Regions from separate parts of the Mus musculus genome. Here region 1 is linked to region 2. A link is a contact called in public Hi-C data. All regions are on one chromosome and are shown on one strand. The core of a region is the stretch at or near the end of the contact, and the rest is flanking DNA. Distances in the headings are between cores, read along the strand shown.

Region 1 (2,814 bases), core at 147-2,646, 52 kb after region 2:
ACCATTTCAACAGAAGCTCAGATCCACTGGGCTGTGCCCCTTTTGGAACTGCATAAATCTAAAATGAACTAAACGTAAAACAGTATTTAACATTCTTACACAATCCCTTCTACATTATTTGAACATTAAATTTCAGCAAGTAACAATGTACACTTTTTATCAGTATTTTATTTTAAAATTTAATATGCCAAGCTATGATACAGAATCAAAATGGACATAGGAAAATTAAACAGAGCCAGGAGTCCTCCACGGCACAGGCATTCCTCATGCTACAGAGAGCTGTCTCTCCCTTTCTACAGACCAACTGCTTACAAGTTCAAACAATGACTGAGAATTACTATTTCATAAGAACACTCTAGAGAGAGCAATCTCTCTGCAAGACTAAAATGCATTCCTTAGTGACAAGGAGACGACTACAGAGAGAGATGTAAGAACAGAGACTCTTGTGTAGCCACCTCACGGATTCCACTCCTCACGGCCAAGGACTAGTGCAGAGGGGGATAAAAAGACTGTACAGACCACAGCTCTGCGCTGCAGGAGTTCAAAGATCAGTGTTTATTTCATGCAAAGCATACTAAAGTAACACACTTAGCCATCTCCACAACTTATCTTCCGTCAGAATGTAAGGCGACAAAGTCACAGCACCTGGCTCATATGCGTATCCCAGGCACAAGTGACTGCACAGCTGTGGAAAGCCTCAGCTCAAATATCAAAAATTCCTGATATAATAAAATGGTGTAAACTTAAACCACCCATTTCTAATCCAATTACTTTATCTCCTCCCCTCATCGACAGTGATTTCATGAAGTTTGGCTGAAGAGTGATTCGGTATTTAGTTTCTGATTAAATTCTATCCTAGCTAGAGAACAGTGATGGGCATTAAAACCCACACACAAGCAAATACACACAGTTTTAACATAGGCAGAAATGGTGAGAAGCTATGTGCGTTATTTAGGGAAGTTCTTGCCACTGTTACCTGCCGCTGTGACTCTCAGTGTTTGCTCGCCACAGGAAGATGCCCTAGCAGTGGAGACCAGCTACATTCTCTACACACTCCAAGAACGGCAGCGTGGTGTTTCCTGCGGTGACTGCAGTTCCACAATACCCCTAGATGTGTGTATTAGCATGTGACAACCAGGCAGGCTAGGGTCTGGTTTACTTTAAGGGGAAATAATCTGCTTGATAACATTTCCTAACTCTCTTTTCTCAGTTAGTGCCACCAGAAAACAGGGTAGAAAGTTTTTGCCTGTTTCTGACCCACTCTTCATGACGCACTGTGATTACCCAGGCCTTCTGGTTACATGCAACTCTTTCATCATGCAAAGCCAGGGCCAGAGCAAATCCCCTCACAGGCTCTCTCCCTCCTCAATGGAAACAAGTGGGTGGGGGTGGCTGGAACATGCCCTTCCCTAGTCCCCTGTAATTCTTGCTGAAGGGTTCGGGCAGACATGGAGGGAGTTTCAACATCTCCCTGATTTCCCTAGAGAAGAATCCAGGAGGCGGTGGCTCCTTGGCCTGTAAGAATTCAGCCTGGGAAGAGGGCACAAGCAAACCCAGGGGCTTCTGTGCTTTACCTAATTTGTCTTGAGCGCTATAAGGATGATTCTTGTCCTTCAGGGTTACAGAGACAAAGGCGTGTTGGCAACCAGCATAAACAAAGTCCCTCACTCCTTACCACTCTGCAGTCATCAAGCAACACTTTGCTATTTGCAATCAATCTTCTCTTTAAAAAAAATCATGTGTTGAATGCATTTGTGGTGTACCCATATGTGTGCATGTGTGTATGGAGGAGTGCATCTGGCCGTGCGTGTGTGTGTGTGTGTGTGTGTGTGTGTGTGTGCGTGCGTGCGTGCAGAGGTCAAAGGAGGATGCTGGGTAGCCTGTTCTATGCACTCTTGAATTCCCTTGCTACAGTCACGATGGCAGGAGACAGGTATGGAAGGGAGCGTGCCGTTTTGGGTAGGCTGGCTCAGCAGCAAGCTCCTGGGTTCCACTTGTTTTCACGGTGCAGCCATGCAGGGCCTTTTACCACGGGTGCCAGAGACTTGAACTCAGCTCACCAGGCTGGTGCAGCAAGCTCCCTTAGAGTCATTTCCCCAGCTGCCTGAATCTCTTTCTAGAAAGCCCGGTACTTCTCTCAGCTTCACAGACTGATTGGATTAAGTAAACGACTTTTTCACAGCTTCTCAGATGTTTTCACACATGCGAATCTGAGATAATCTTCACTAAGGAGGTGCCTATGTTTGGATGACTTTTAGTTTGTGGGTGTTTCATGTCATGCTGCTTTTAGTTTCTTCTGGACTAAGACTTGAGTGTACAGATCTTTGTAGGGTATTCAGAGCCTCTTTTACAATAGGGAAGTAAGGCCACTCTATGTTATTTTCTGATAACAAAATCAGGAGACAGACCAGAGAGAAAAAAAGGTAAAAGCTTTAGTATGAAAATTCACACACGGTTTTGATGCAAAAATTACTTAAATGTGATCTTTTAAACTGTAATGTAAAAGCAACCGATAGAAGAACAATCCAAAATATTCAATTCTCAAATGAAGTAAAACAAACTGGGTGTGGTGATGCACACTTTTAATCCTAGCACTCAAGAGGCCTAGACAGCTAGATCTCAATGAGTTTGAGCTGGGGACAGTCACGGTAGCAGTGGGAACCTGTCTTAAAGCAGCAGCAGCAGCAGCAGCAGCAGCAGCAGCAGCAGCAGCAGCAGCAGCAGAAGCAGAAGAAGCAGAAGCAGCAGCAGCAGCAGCAGCAGCAGCAGCAGCAGCGGTGGCACCAAAACCATAAAACAAAACAGAAAAAAATG
Region 2 (2,700 bases), core at 3-2,502:
TCCTGACGGGGCCCAGCACCCTGGGAGATCAAGGAACTCAAACTCTGGCAGCTCCACAATTTTAAGGCAGCATTGCTCTCTAGCCCTGGGGAGTACGCAACAGTCCGAAGACCTACAGGTCCCTGCATTTTACACCAGAGGCCATGGAGTTCCAGAGCTGGACCCATGGCCACTAGGAGCCCTGCTGCCCTCTCTGAACACCACTGGGCACGGAGGCCAACTTCTGGACTTAGGAGGTACCAGTGTAGAAATGTGGTTTGCACGAAAGAGATAAGTGAGCATAAAATGGTTGCTGACGCAGCTCACCCTCTCCCTCAGGTTATGCTGAGTGATGCCCTTCCAAAAGGAAATGCTGAGACCATGCCTGAGAGCATGATGAACACGTGGCATATTTCCTGGGGTTTCTGAACTCCTGGTTTGGGGTGGGATTGGACGTGGTGGTGTGTGCTGGCAATGTGGCCAGGGATCTGCAGGCAACCGTTTGGAATCCCCACTCCCAGTGGGCAGCCCAGGCCAGGTGTTGTGTTACTTCAGGGAATGTGTGGTTGAGAACACTGGTAGGGTAGAGGAAGCTAGGCAGGCCCCATCTTACTGGCAGAGAAGGGGTGCTGTAGCCACACTATGTGTTCTTCTGAGGAAGTGTGTGGGAGCTTCCAGATGCGGAACTACAGAGGTTGGGTCACAAGCACTCACCTGTTTGAGCAATGACCACAGTGGCCTCCAGGTGGTGAGTATGCACGCGCGCACGTGCGTGTGTGTGTGTGTGTGTGTGTGTTGGGGGCGGGGCTGGCCTGGGGTGGAGGGAGGAGGATGTGCATATATATCATGTGGGTGAGAGAACACAGGGCTGGAGGGAAAGATGCATAAAGACTTTCCAGGAGAAGAAATATTCTTTTTTTTTTTTTTTTTTTTTTTTTTGTACTGACCCCATATGCTAGTCCCTTTCTTGTTTGGGAAGCAGTTTGGATATTAATATTAAAAGGACTGGGAAGTGACGACACAGCACCAGATGATCTGCCACCAGCTGACACCATCCAACTCTCTTTGCCAGAATCACCAAAATACGCTTCCTGCTGGCCCAGGGCAGTGCTGTCCGTGTGTCTGTCTGCAGGTGTCTGCTCTCATGTTCCCCACAGACCGGCTGGCTCTCAGCTCGGAGCCTCTCCCTTGTCCCCCTCCTGCCCGGGCCGCTGCTTACAGGTGAGCATGAGCAGCAGGAGCAGCGGCAGGTGCCACAGGCTGCAGAAGAACAGTTTCCTTGAGCTCCTGCGGTCTGCGTCCACGTAGAAGCGGAAGCCGAGGTAGGAAATGTACAGGTTGATGGGGAGGGAGATGACAGGGAAGACCCAGGTGGTGATGTCCAGGACCGGGGCAGCAGTCGACAGAGCAATCAGGGCCAGGCAGTGGCGCAGTGCCACCCGCCGGCAGAGGGCTGGATGGGTGACGGACATCATACAGTAGCCTCCTCGGGAGTAGTCTTCACGGAGGCCCCAGCTCAGGGCATTGAAGTGGGGGAATTGCCAGGAGTACAGGATCCCTCCCAGAAGAAGCGCTCCTGTGAGGAGGGGTGGGGAGAAAAGGGAACAGTTAGGTGTCAGCGGCCATCTCCAAAGCAAGGCTCTCTCAGCCTCAAAGTGAACTCCTCAGGAGGCCTGTGCTCAGGTGGCCAGCAATCTGTCTCAGCCCTCCTGTCTTAGTGTGCTTTCTAGTGCTGTGATAAACACCGCGACCAAAGACAACGTTAGGAAGAGTTTGTTTAGAGGTTTCAGCAGGGACACAAGGGGGAACCTGGAGGTGGGAACTGAGACACCATGGAGGGCCACTGCTCAGTGGCTGCCTAACATGGCTTGCCCAGCCTGCTTTCTTAGATAGCTCAGGACCTCCTAACCAGAGGTGGCACTGCACCCAGTGAGCTGGGCCTTAACATATTAATTTGATGATGATGATGATGATGATAATGTCCCAACAGAGCTCTCTACAGTCCAATCTGATGGAGGCATTTTCTCAGTTGTGGTTCCTCTTCTCAGACTATACTAGCATGCCCAGTAGTACCCTTCCCAATGGAGGGATTCCCATGGGAGAGGACTGTTGGAAATAACGAGAGAGGCACTTTCTAGTTCAAGAGTCCTGGTACCCGTTTCAGTGACACACACAGGGCACTTATCTTAACACGGAGTTCTCTTGGGAATTGGAAGGCAGGCAGGGAAGGCTAGAGCAGCTGAAGGAGCAAATGGTGGTGACGGAGACTTCTTCGTGTTTTGATGGGACAATACAGCTAACTCTGCGACTGTCAGGTGGTGGAGATTCTCAGGGCACAGGGTGGCCTTAAGGACCCTGAGCTTCATGTTTGGGGAAGCCGTAGTAGATCTCACGAGCTGTCTTGGACCCTCAGGCCTTGGGCTGAGTATGATATACAGTAGTAATGACAGCCACAGCATGGGGTGGGGTTATGACAAGAGCAGGAAGTGTTCTGCCAAGGAAAGCTCATTGTGGTAACAGAACCAGGGCATGGCTGAGGGGAGACAGGAGGGCCCAGGGGAGGGATGGTAAGGCTCAGAGCTCCAGGTGGGTTTTATTCTAGAAATGACTGAGCAAGAACAAGCTTGACATGGTGAAATTGGCAGCAATGGGGACTCTCCCTCCAGCTCTGCCCCTCACTGTCCCCTCAGCCTCTGGTGTGCCAACTGCAGTAGTCTGTTG

The links. Hi-C and Micro-C count contacts between places; a contact is called where the count stands out from the background.
Region 1: a Hi-C map of CD8 T cells shows a contact between it and region 2, with 1.9 times the contacts expected there. The contact joins the enhancer-like site here to the promoter of 9630013K17Rik in region 2. A contact is called at or near these places in 1 of 39 promoter capture datasets (the HPC-7 cell line), 5 of 484 Hi-C or Micro-C datasets (CD8 T cells, cranial neural crest, erythroid progenitors and 2 more), 4 of 115 datasets of contacts at active chromatin or transcription factors (effector CD8 T cells, embryonic stem cells, extraembryonic endoderm stem cells and 1 more) and 1 of 9 other capture datasets (embryonic stem cells).

What each region holds. Positions count from the first base shown.
Region 1 is chr11:64,014,480-64,017,293 of GRCm38.p6, forward strand. All of the region lies in intron 4 of Cox10 (heme A:farnesyltransferase cytochrome c oxidase assembly factor 10), which reads right to left. Among named protein-coding and RNA genes, the nearest start is that of Gm51866, 17 kb to the right of the region's middle. Within about 2 kb of position 1,397, at least 16 of the 459 cell types and tissues checked have an H3K27ac peak or open chromatin away from gene starts, as enhancers often do. A contact at or near this core is called in CD8 T cells, where this site is marked.
Region 2 is chr11:63,962,974-63,965,673 of GRCm38.p6, forward strand. It overlaps 9630013K17Rik (RIKEN cDNA 9630013K17 gene), which reads left to right and starts at 1,253. Exons shown (of 4, transcript NR_131111.1): 1 at 1,253-1,301. It overlaps Cox10 (heme A:farnesyltransferase cytochrome c oxidase assembly factor 10), which reads right to left. Exons shown (of 7, transcript NM_178379.3): 7 at 1-1,555. The coding sequence ends at 1,149.